4 separate regions of the Sus scrofa genome follow, and all the other regions are linked to region 1. A link is a contact called in public HiChIP or PLAC-seq and promoter capture Hi-C data. All regions are on one chromosome and are shown on one strand. Each heading gives the region's core, a stretch centred on a gene start, on an enhancer-like site or on the middle of the called end of the contact. The rest is flanking DNA. Distances are from core to core; before and after follow the strand shown.

What was found. Promoter capture Hi-C pulls out the DNA fragments that hold promoters and counts their contacts. HiChIP or PLAC-seq counts read pairs in DNA pulled down with a chosen protein or histone mark.
Region 2: a contact with region 1 is called in a promoter capture Hi-C map of liver, with 3 times the contacts expected there. The contact joins the promoter of ZNF652 here to the promoter of SLC35B1 in region 1. A contact is called at or near these places in 1 of 5 promoter capture datasets (liver) and 1 of 2 datasets of contacts at active chromatin or transcription factors (alveolar macrophages).
Region 3: a contact with region 1 is called in a promoter capture Hi-C map of liver, with 5 times the contacts expected there. The contact joins the promoter of PHB here to the promoter of SLC35B1 in region 1. A contact is called at or near these places in 2 of 5 promoter capture datasets (fetal liver and liver), 12 of 47 Hi-C or Micro-C datasets (alveolar macrophages, embryonic fibroblasts, epiblast stem cells and 6 more) and 2 of 2 datasets of contacts at active chromatin or transcription factors (alveolar macrophages and skeletal muscle).
Region 4: an H3K27ac HiChIP or PLAC-seq map of alveolar macrophages shows a contact between it and region 1. The contact joins the promoter of PDK2 here to the promoter of SLC35B1 in region 1. A contact is called at or near these places in 1 of 5 promoter capture datasets (liver), 4 of 47 Hi-C or Micro-C datasets (alveolar macrophages, embryonic fibroblasts, heart right ventricle and 1 more) and 1 of 2 datasets of contacts at active chromatin or transcription factors (alveolar macrophages).

What each region holds. Positions count from the first base shown.
Region 1 is chr12:25,886,941-25,889,864 of Sscrofa11.1, forward strand. It overlaps SLC35B1 (solute carrier family 35 member B1), which reads right to left and starts at 1,606. Exons shown (of 9, transcript XM_021067140.1): 1 at 1,151-1,606; 2 at 384-487. The coding sequence starts at 1,356.
Region 2 is chr12:25,552,313-25,555,307 of Sscrofa11.1, forward strand. ZNF652 (zinc finger protein 652) reads right to left here and starts at 1,627. Exons shown (of 6, transcript XM_013980996.2): 1 at 1,314-1,627.
Region 3 is chr12:25,608,382-25,611,081 of Sscrofa11.1, forward strand. PHB (prohibitin) reads right to left here and starts at 1,312. Exons shown (of 7, transcript XM_003131560.6): 1 at 1,231-1,312. LOC106505435 (a long non-coding RNA gene) reads left to right here and starts at 1,543. Exons shown (of 3, transcript XR_002337165.1): 1 at 1,543-1,621.
Region 4 is chr12:26,273,289-26,275,988 of Sscrofa11.1, forward strand. It overlaps PDK2 (pyruvate dehydrogenase kinase, isozyme 2), which reads left to right and starts at 1,274. Exons shown (of 11, transcript XM_021067148.1): 1 at 1,274-1,531. The coding sequence starts at 1,414.

The DNA of each region.
Region 1 (2,924 bases), core at 356-2,855:
ACAGAGGGGGTGCGGAGGTGCTCATTCAGTTTAAGAGACCAGTCAGCCTTGCGAGCACCCAAGGAACAAAGAAAGCTCAAAATGTGCTTGAAGCTGACACACAAAGGAAAATCAAAAGGACAAAGAAAAAAGGATAAAATGTTCTCATGGGGATCTGAAACACAGAAGACCCATCCTCTTCACAGTTCTGAGAAATGTGACTTGATTTAAAGAAATGGGGTTTCACCCTTTTCCAAAGCCACTAGTTTTATAGATCGAACAGAGAGGCTGTTTCAGTGCTAAAGGGGCCGAGAGTCTTAAGAATTAGACCTTAAGGCTGGGCCTCTGCCTAAAGCCTAGGATACCACGGGAGCGGGGCACACAACGGATTACTAGGTACTCACAGATCTTGGCAAACACAGCATTGATCACACACTGGATGAAGACCAAAGTTAAGGCAAAAGTGAACGTCTCCTGCTTGGCTCCCTCCCCATACTTTCCTCTTGTTCTAAGAATGAAATGCATGAGAAAGAGGGGAGGAATTAGTACACTTCTCTCAGTGTCATCTACTAATCCAGAGCCTCTGAACTCTTGAAACTATCCTGCCAGATGTAGAGAGAGTTTGGTATGGATTGCCAGGCTCATTTACAGTAAGAACTGATTTTATTGGATCTAGAAATGACATTTCAGGCTGCGAATCCCAAGGTCTACAAGAAAAATATCCGTAAAGGACAGAGCTAAAGGAAAACACGAACAACTAGTTGGTGAAAGGAAGTACCCCAGGCAACAGAAAAAGGGATGAGCTACAGCAGCAAGGCCGAGGGCAAAGGAATCAGCTCTCTGCAAGCATCTGGGAGTTCCAAAGAGGGGCCGGCACAGGTCGTGGAAACCTAAGCCTGTAAAACCCAGCTCCTTAGACCAAACAAGAAAAAAAGCAATTAAGGGAAGAAAAATAGCAATTAAGGGAAGAAAAATAATCAGCTCCCGAGAATCCAGAGACCAGCTTTCGCGTTTTGGAAATCTGGGGAGGTCTAGCCGCAACTGCAAAGGTGTCAGGATGCTGAGAAGGGAGGGAGCAGGGGTGGGAGGACCGCGAACCCGACCACAGGCTGGGGAGATGAAGCAGGATGGGACGGGGGTGTCTGCGTTCCGACCCGGGGTATCAGCTTACATCTTTTCCTGCAGTATCCCATAGTAGAAATAGCAGACAAAGACGCCGAGGAAACACAGCGGCAGGCGCAGCCGGTCGGGCACCAGGGAGCTGCTAGCGGCCATGAGACGCCCGGACGACCCGACCGGAGACCCGCTCACAGCCGGCAGCGGCGGCGGCGGCGACAGGTCCAGCCGGACATCGCCGACCGGCGACAGGGCCCTCATAGGAGCTGCATGCGACCGCTGCCCAGTAGGGCCCCAGCGGCTACCGCTAGAACTGCCAGCTCAGGTCTGACTAGGAGGAAACTCCTCAGAACCCAGCACCCGCTTCTAAGGAAAGGAGACCCGCCCTGGGGCTTTGTCCTTGTCCCGGGTGGCCAAGCGAGCCAAATACCCCGAGGGTAACGCCTTGCTCTCGAGACTTTCCGATCAGGCAACTCCGAGGACAACTTCGACACGGAGCTAGACGGGAAGGCCTAGGAGGTACGCGGGCGTGGAATGATGACGTAGAGGGATGTGGAGGTAACCAATTGGCTGCACCGTGAGAAAACAGACAGGTGGGCGGGAAGGAGGAGTACGCCGGCCGGGCAAATCTACAGTCTTTTTTTTCCCCGGTCTGCTGTCAGGCTTCTGCTGGGTCCTAACGCCCTGAAACGCTCAATGGAGCCTTAGCGCCCCCTAGCTGCTGCCCAGCGCCCCCGACTCTAAGCCCTTTACCAGCAGAGCGTTCAAGGCCTGGCTTCGGGGAGCGTTCTAGGCACATCGCTAGGCTTCCAAGGGCCTGTCTCAGCTCTGTCACTTAAAGGCAGGGTAACTTACGCATGTCACCTAAATTCCGAGCCACGGTTTTCCTGGTCTATATATAGTCTATGGGATAATTAGTAATAGCCACCTTGTCGCTTCTTGACTGTTCTGAGAATCAAATGAGCAGAGGTTGGTGAAAGTGTTTTATAAACTGCAAAGTGTGCTGTGCACGTTTAAGGTATTTATTAGTCATTACTTTCTCAACTCTGATCTCTCACATCCTGGAGGTGGAAATGGAAGCTTACTGAAGTGGATTTTCTTCAAGGTCTTTTCAAGTCACCCACAATGGAGCAAACCCTCCCGCATTAATGAGCTCCTTGTTGGGGCCCACCCTCATCTAAGTGTTGGGCCTCTAGGGGCTGACACCAAGAGCTAGGGCGGACTGACCCCAGGACTTGCCACTACCCCCCTCCAGCCCCACCTTAATCATTGAACTCTGGGCTGCTCTTTCTCCCCTTCTAGCAGCCTACTTACTCCTTTGGCACAGCCTCAGTCAAAGGAAGGAAACTCGGGGCAGCACCACACCCATCACTCTGGGCCTGACTCACTAAGACTCTGGGGGTAGGCCAACATCTTTCGGGGAGGGGTAAGAAGTAGAAGATACGGTCTGTCCCCAACTCTCTATCTCCTTTATCTTAGGGAGAGGGACCCCCACGTTTGCTGTCTTATGCAGTGGCTTACTCTATTGTATTAGCCGACAATTCCGGGGCACCGAGCTGGGGTTCCAGTCCCAGCTCTGCCTCTTTACCACCTGGGACCTCAAACAATTCACTTGACCTCTGAGTCAAGTTTCCTCATCTGCAATTAATGGAAATATAACAACAAGCGGGAGGGCACTGTGGCTAGAAGCATGGGCACTGGATTCAAATGATCTGGTTCCCAGTCCTAGCTCCCTTGCTTTGTATCTGTTTGGGGGAGAGAAATTATTCAATTTGGGGGGGGGGGTCCTTCTTTCATTAGTACAGTGGGATTTATCACATTGGGAAGCT
Region 2 (2,995 bases), core at 377-2,876, 330 kb before region 1:
AAATCAGCCCTAGACGGGAACATCACCTGCATTCAGCGCACACACTCACATGCCAGCTACAGCAGCATTTCCTTCCGTAAGCATACACATGTTGTCAACAAAGCATGTGCTAGTTGCCATTCCCAGAACAATACGGACCTGGCCATCTCTGGGAAAAAATACACAGACATTCTTCTCAAAATATCAAGCTGTATTATTGACTATGCCTTCATTACAACAAAATCAATGAAATCCCCACACACCATCTGTATCTAATTACCTGGGGGAAAAAAGCATCACTCAGGTATTAGAGGGTCCACGGGAGATGCCTATAAGGGAAACACTGATGCTTGAATACGGGGACAAGCTGGGGACAATCAAAGACAGACTCACGCAGCAACATCCTGAGAATATGGTTGTGGAAAGCACCCTTCTCCAAAGGCAAAAAGCACATTCCTTTGATTGGCACAAGCCATTCCTGACAATGGATCCGAGATGACAGGGGCTGTGTGGCAATCAGGAAGAGTGTGTGTGTGTGTGTGTGTGTGTGTGTGTGTGTTATGGGGGAGGGATATGCTAGATGTGATGAAAGGCTGCCCCTCTTCAAGAAGAGCATATGGGATCTTAAATCGTGAAGACAGTCTAAAGGGGTGAGGCAGGGGCATTTATCATGTCTACAGGAGACATGCTTCACAATGAACATGTTCTGTGCAGATGTAACGGGGAGGGGGGTGTCACTACCTTCAGTGGCTCCCATCTAAGAATCTTAAGTAGAGCCTGATTGGAGGGGAGGAGGAGGTGGGGGTGGAGAAAGGTCTGCATTACCCTCTGGGTGAGTGCTGGGCGGGTGTACACACTAGATGCATTTTATCTCGGGCGGCACAATACTCCCAGGGGTTGGTGGCTTGGGCGCAGCCGCAGGGCAGGGGAGGCAGTGGGTGCAAGCCACCAGCTGCAGGGCAGGAGAATGTTCGCAGGAGGACCGGTGCAAATCTCCCCTCAGCCCGCTAACCCGTGCAACCTCAGCCTCCCCTCGGGCCTCGGGGCGAGCGGACTCTGCAAAACTAGAGCCCAGCCCGGGTCTGGAAAAGAAGGGGCGAAGGGGCAGAAGCGGGCGCCCCCGGCCCAAGGCTCTGGGCCAGAAGAGCGCAGCGCCCCGGGCCTCCCCGCCGGATGGGGGCTGCTCCGGCCTAGTGCACGCAGCTGCCTCGGCGAAGGGTTAACCCGGCGCCCAGAGCCCGGGTCGGCTCGGCGGGCGGCGTTGAGGAAGGGCTGCTGCCGGGGGCGCAGCCGCGACTGTGGCGTGTGCGTGGGGGGCAGGGGCCCCTACTCACCCGGGCCGGCCGCCTCCGCCTCCGCCGCCCCGACCGCCGCCTCGGCGGTCCATCCCTGCGGCGGGGGGCCTGTAGCCGCGGCGCTCGAGTAACAACCGCCGGCCGGGCCGGCCCCTCCCCCCTGCCCAACGTCTGTCCTCAGGGCCGCTCCGCAGACCCGGCCTCGGCCGCCGCTGCCGCCGCCGCCGCCGCAGCGCTACGTGGCCGCCGCTCCGACGTCTCGCGACTCCCTTCCGAGCGCGCGAGGGCGAGCGGGGCCAGCGGGGCGGGCGGCGCGCGGGGAGGGAGACAGGGGAGGGGGTGTGCGTGTGTGGTTGTGTGTGCGGAGAGGGGGGCAGGGAGGGAGGGCGAGCAGCGGCGAGAGCGCGCGCGCGCCCGCGGCCCCTTCCCTCGCCGGCCCCCCCGCCCAACAGGGAGCCCGACACCTCCCTCCGCCCGCCCCCCTGGCATCTCGGCCACTGGGCGCGGCGGCGCGCATGCGCAGCCCTCGGGGCCGGCCCCTGGCGCACCTTTTCTCCCTCCTGCCACATTGTGAGCGCTCCGCCGCCCACATAACCGCCGACTCCCGCTCCACCCCAGCCTCCCCCACTCCGCCCACTCCCGAGCGCCCAGGTAAAGGCGTGAAGTGCGCGTGCGCAAAACACGCCTTGGGTTCTGGGGGCGTGGTTCCTGAAAGGAAGCCAAAACGCAGAGGTGGGAGGGAGCTTTGGGCTGGGGGAGTGGGATTCCACGAAGTAGGGGGCGGCTTAGCATAAGGGAAAGTGGAGAAAGGGGGCCAGAGTAGAGACGTAGGCCCAAGTGAGATTTATAAGTCAAAGAGCTTTTTGGGTTTGTGAAAGAAGGTTAAAAAAAGAAACTTGACGCTGGCCTCCTTGTTACTGAAGGGCAGGGGGAGTGACAGAGGACAGAAATAAAGGAGGCAAAATATAAGCCGTAGTGGTCCGTCATTCCCCAGATGAATGGGACAGCTTTCAACTGTTATTGACAGCTTTCTTCAATAAAAACTGGAGAAATTTAGAGATCACCAGAGTGGTCAGAAAAACACATTTAGAGCCACGCTTGTTCTGTGGCCAGGAATAGGGAAGGGGATATGTGTGTGTGTGTGTGTGTGTGTGTGGGCGCTTGAGACATAGAGCTGCCAAAAGAAAGGAAGCCTCCATTTAAGTATTACAGCGTTATGACTAATTAGCTATTAATCATTAATATAATTAATGGTACTATTAGCTAACAAGGTAGCATTTATCCAAGTTCAGAGCCAAGAGAAAGTGTCCATAGCTGGAAGTGCTTAGAGTACAGAGGGGGGAAATGAACCAGGCAAGGCAAAGGCCTTGGGTGGAGTAGAACCAAGGCATGACCTTTCCTACCATAAACCAAACTTCCGTGATGTTTTCAAATCTTATCTTAATTGGAACTCCTTATTCTCCCTCCATTATTAAAAGTACACATCGGAGTTCCAGTCGTGGCTCAGTGTTAACAAACCCGACTAGTATCCATGGGGACAGGGGTTCAATCCCTGAGGGCCCTGCTCAGTGGGTTAAGGATCCGGCGTTGCCCTGAGCTGTGGTGTAGGTCACAGATGCGGCTTGGATCCCGCATTGCTGTGGCCCTGGTGTAGGCCGGTGGCTACAGCTCCAATTAGACCCCTAGCCTGGGAACCTCCATATTCCACGAGTACAGCCCTA
Region 3 (2,700 bases), core at 62-2,561, 280 kb before region 1:
GGCCTGGGAACTCTATATGTTGTGGGGCAGCCAAACAGGAAACAAAAAGAAACAAAAGGAAAAAAGGGGGCCTGGGGCAGGTGGTTCAAAATGCAGGAGTTCCTGTCGTGGCTCAGTGGTTAATGAACCTGACTAGTATACATGAAGATGTGGGTTCGATCCCTGGCCTCGCTCAGTGCATTAAGGACCTGGTGTTGCCACAAGCTGTGGTGCAGGTTGCAGATGTGGCTCCGATCCCTCGTTGCTGTGGCTGTGCTATAGGCCGGCAGCTGCAGCTCCAATTCGACCCCTAGCCTGGGAACCTCCACAGGCCTTGGGTGCAGTGCCCTAAAGGAAAAAAAAAAAAGGAAGAGGGCATGGGATTATGGGATTGATACTTGATACTTAGCACCACACCAGACCACCCTCCCCTTTCCTGGAGAGGCAGGCCCCAGGAGAGTCTGTGTGGTTAATTCCTTGGAATTTGGGCTCAGAAAAGAATGTGATTACAACAGCAAAAGAATGACACTAGGCAGTCTTCCTCACATCAACCTCTATGAGGATTACTACAAAGGAGGAAACTGAGGCACACAGAGGTCACAGGAGGAGCCTAAGATCACACAGCTAGCAGTGATGCAACCAGGATTAGAACCTGGAGGTCTCGTTCTAGAAGGCAGAGCTAAACTCCTGACCCTGCTGCTGCTTATCATCCGGGATTGAGAACGACCTGTTGTTACGGAAGCACAGGCTGGATGACATTCTGGGGCCAACACACCACAAGAACCAACTGGGCCAGAAAGGCCCTAAACGGCTGCAAAGCGAGAGGGAGAGGGGCGGGGTGGGCGGGAGCAACGCCGATCTCACTCGAATCCACTCAAGCACTTAACTTTGTCTTGCTCCGCCCCATAGTGGTCATCCACTTCGGCCTCCCCTCCCTCCTCCCCAGATCACAACTTCTGAGACTACCCTGACCTCTCCCCGTGCATTTAAATATTTCTCTACCAGACCTGAATTCCCGGTCCTGACCCCTCAGCCTTTCCATTTCTAACAGCTTCTGGATTATTCCTCACCCTGCCCCCATACACACCTCCTTACTCTAACGCAACCTCCTCCCAGGCTCACCCCCGTTCCCTTCCGACACCAGGTGGACCCACGCACTCGTCCCACCGGCCCAAACTTCAAGGCATGGGAGCTCAGAGGGACCACGGAGACAACCCGTCGGGGGCCGCAACCACCCTGCTCCATTCTCACCTGCTTCCACTCTGACCTCCACATGAATTCCCCAGCCACACATACCGCGCATGCGCCGCGCAGCTCCTCCTCTTCCCCCCAGCTCTCCTTCCAAGATCCGCGTCTTTGATTGGCAGGGACTGGCGCTGTGCGTTCTGGGAAGCGTGGCTTGCGGCGGTACCCTGGTTCCCGGGCTCTTCGCACGGGAACTACAATTCCCAAAAAGCCATGCAGCGGCCGGCCCGAGCTGAAAGCTTTTTCTCTTTGGTGGTACTAAATGCCCAGGGTTGCCGCAAAGCCTTTTGGGGGCTGTAGTTTCTTGGGAGAGAAATGCACGTGCCTGTTCTGAAGCGATCCTAGAGCCCCCGAAGATGGGCCCTAAGGCTCTAGGAAAGAGTGGCTGAGACTGCTGGTAGGTGGCGAGGATGGGCAGAGGAAAGGTTGATCACTTTGGAGAAAGTTGTGAAGTAACCGGTAGGCTGAGAGGTGAAGGGGCTGTCTTCTTTTCTTTCCAAAGAAAGAAGTGTTTTGAGTTGTGGGACATGGATAGCCAGGGAACGTTAGAAACCATCTGGACTAGAAAATGAGGCCCAGATAGAAAGGGATTCATTCAGGGTCTTGCACCAATTTAGCAAAGGGGTTGGGCTTAAAGTTAGGGTCCCATGGGTACTTTTTTTTTTTTTTTTAAAGTCTCTTTGGAGTGGTTGCATGCATCGTACAAAGAACACGTGAAAACCTTACTGAAGGTTCATCTTTTGCTGACAATTTGCTCCATTTGCTTTGTCGCTCTAAAACAACAAAACAGCCAGTTATTTTACCAGTAAATTGGGTTTATTTGGGAACATCACTGAATTGCAATTCTGGACATGCAAACTTTGGCACCCTGCAGGCAAGTGTGCAGAGCAAAAAAGACCTTTTTTTATGTTGGAGAAGGGGGAGCTGGGAGGGGCTGTTATAAACAAAGAGTTAGAGGAAACAATTTGAAGTGTAGTGGCTTTTTATTGGCTGAATTGTGACGGTCTCTTATTGGCTGGGCTGTTGCTGGACGAGGAGAAAAATTTCCTTCCTCCTCCTGGATAGAAAAGTGGTACCCTTCTTCCTGTTGGGGATGCAATGGTAGCTCTTCCTCTTGGGTCTCTAGCTGTTGGTAGGGTGTGAGAGTTCCCTATTCTGGCCTTCCTGGCTCAATGTAAAATGAGCTTTCTCTTTATTAATTTTCACATCTTATAAGTTGTTGCCTCCTCTCCCTCCCTCGCTTCTCTCTCTTTGTATTTTCTAAGAGTAAGGATATCCTCTTATATATCTTTAATAAGTTCCATCTACTCTCTGCATTCCACTTTCCCCCCAGTGATCCAATAGTGAACTTCGTAGCAGTCTACACACACACACACACACGCCCCTGCTCCGTACAGGATGCAGTCCAAGATTAGGTCTTGTGTTTATTTTTCATGTCTCTTTAGTCATCTTTAATTTGTCTTCAACTTTCCTTGC
Region 4 (2,700 bases), core at 24-2,523, 390 kb after region 1:
CTATTTATTTATTTATGCAGCTCTCTCCCAGACTGAGAAATGAAACGATCGAAGGAAAAGGCAGTGTCCCAATCTTGTCTCTTTCCCTGTCCCAGCACAAAGCCTAAAATTTATTATGCCATTGGTGAATGTGAGCCCACGACTGAACAGCGAAAAACACCTCAAGGGGGTGGGGGGAGAAGCGAGGGACTTACCGCTCTCGACCACAAGAGGGCGCGCGCTGGGTTCCCACGAGAGAGCCGGTTGGCTGAGGAAGGGCGGGCTCTCCGCCTCCAGCACCAATCATCTCCCAGGACCTTTCTCTAAGAACGCTCAGAGCGAAAAAGGTTGCTTTCTTAGGTCCAAAGAGAAGAGAATAAAAAAATAAAAGTGTTTTGGGAGTTTCCCTCGTGGCTCAGCGGAAACGAATCTTACTAGCATCCATGAGGATGCAGGTTCGATCCCTGGCCTCGTTCAGTGGGTTAAGGGTCCGGCGTTGCCATGAGCTGTGGTGTAGGTCGCAGACGCGGCTCGGATCCCGAGTTGCTGTGGCTCTGGCGTAGGCCGGCAGCTACAGCTCCGATTTGACCCCTAGCCTGGGAATCTCCATGTGCCGCTAGTGCGGCCCTAAAAAGACAAAAAAAAAAAAAAAAAGTTTTTTGAAAACTTCATTGTAGCACTGATGGTAAGGGTTGCCTCTGCCGCCTCCAGGTGTTAATTAGGAGGTTGACTGACTTTTTTAACTGGAAAAGCAACATGCCGCCTTTTCATGAGCTGCTTGGATCTTTGTGATACGAGGGACTGACGTGGGCTCGCATCCAGATCCCGAAGTTAGCAAACATTCAATCTGAGTCACTGTCATCTGAATTGGGAACCCACTAGACCCCCTAAGGGAGAGCAGATGGGAATCAAGATAGGTGAATCGGGACACTTTGGGAGGAAATGGGGTGCGCTGACAGCTACCGGAACAATCTCAGAGACGAGACGTGAAGGAGTCTGAGGAGGGAGCGGGGAAAGGAAGGAGTAGAATAGGTATGGGAATAACGAGCCTCTGGGAAGGGAGGGGTTAACCCCTATGGGCGGGGAGGAGGAAGGGCGGGGTGACACCCGGGAGGCGGGCTCTCCGCCCGGCCTCCCGAAAACAACAGGCCGCTCCGGGCAAACACGGAGTTAAGGGGGCGGGCCCAGGGGGCAGCCACGTGCCGGGGCGAGAGGCAATTGGCTCTCCGGAAGTTGTTTGTGAGCGGCCATTGGCGACGTCGGGGCGCCGCGACGAGCCGATTGGCCGGACTCGGAGCCCCGCCAGGGCGGTGGTGGGGAGGAGGCGGCCTGGGCGGCGCGGGACCCGAGTGGGCCAAGCCGAGCGCCAACGCTGCCCGCGCGGGGTGCGGAGCCCGAGCCCGAGCCCGAGCCCGAGGCGCGGCCGCCGCTGCCATGCGCTGGGTCCGCGCGCTACTGAAGAATGCGTCCCTGGCAGGGGCGCCCAAGTACATCGAGCACTTCAGCAAGTTCTCCCCGTCCCCGTTGTCCATGAAGCAGTTTCTGGACTTCGGTACGAGGGGGCGGGAGGCGGCTGGCCACCGGGACCTGCGGGGGAGGGGGGGCTGGGGGGGAGGAAGGCGTCCTGGCCGTGAAGGGTTAACACGGAGGTTGAGAGAGACCGAGTGACGGGAAGGGTTGGCTTGCAGGGGTCCAGGCAGGAGAGGGTTAACGGAGAGGCCGGAGGCAGCCGGCCTTAAAAGGGTTAGGGCACCCCGGCTGGAGAGACTAGGCAGTGGGAAGTGGGGGCGCTGAGGAGGGATCGGAGGTATCTTCTCGGGCTTTGTGAGGGGTCTTGGTGAGGAAGGGGCAGTGAGGCGGTGATGTTAGGGCTGGAAGGCACGAAAGGGTTCCTGGGGTTGTTCTGGCGATTCTAAGAGTGAGGGTCAGAGAAGAAATGGGCCGGGATGCTGGTGGCTGTAAGGAGGCAGGGCTGGGAGGCACAGCCATCTGGAAGGAGACCTGTGCAGGGCAGACGTGGAGGGGTCAGTTGGGGGCAGGGGCTCTCTCAGATGAGTCAACAGGAGGGACACCCTGACCAGTACACCTCCGCCCACTGAAGGAGCTGCCCTCCAGCTGTCCCAGTGGGCAAGGACACTTGAAGATCAAATCTGCTGTGGCCTGGCCATCTGTCTCCAGCTGGGCAGGGGTCTGGGGCGCTGTGAGGTGCAGTCGGGTGCCTTGTACCCACCCTTGGCTGCCCCTGGGTTCTTGTGCCAGGGTGGCCTAACACCCCCCACCACCACCACCATTCTGGGGGTGGCTCTGGAGCCAGAGCAAGGCTGTGCCAACGTGGTGACTGAAACAGGCATTGTGTGGTCCCTGTCTGTTCCCACCGTGTTTCCATGGTGCCAGCTGGGGATTAGAAGGGGGGGTGCCCCTTCTCTCAAGAGTTGAGGAGAGACAGTGCCTGGCTCAGGTTACAGCTGCGTCACTGATGGCAGGCGGGGGAAGGTGGCAGTCAGGACACGGGGCACCTGTTCCCCAAGACCTGTCTGCCTGAGCTCCTCCCGTGTAGGAAAGCCTCCAGAGCCCCCTCTCAACCCCCTGCAGCTGCCCAGCCCGGCCTGGACCCCAGTTACAGAACTGTCACAGCTGGGAAGGGCTCAGGGTAGAGTCTGGTTCCCTCGGGGTACAGCGGGGGAAGCAGACCTTCAGAAGGATGGGGTACAGCAGGGGAAG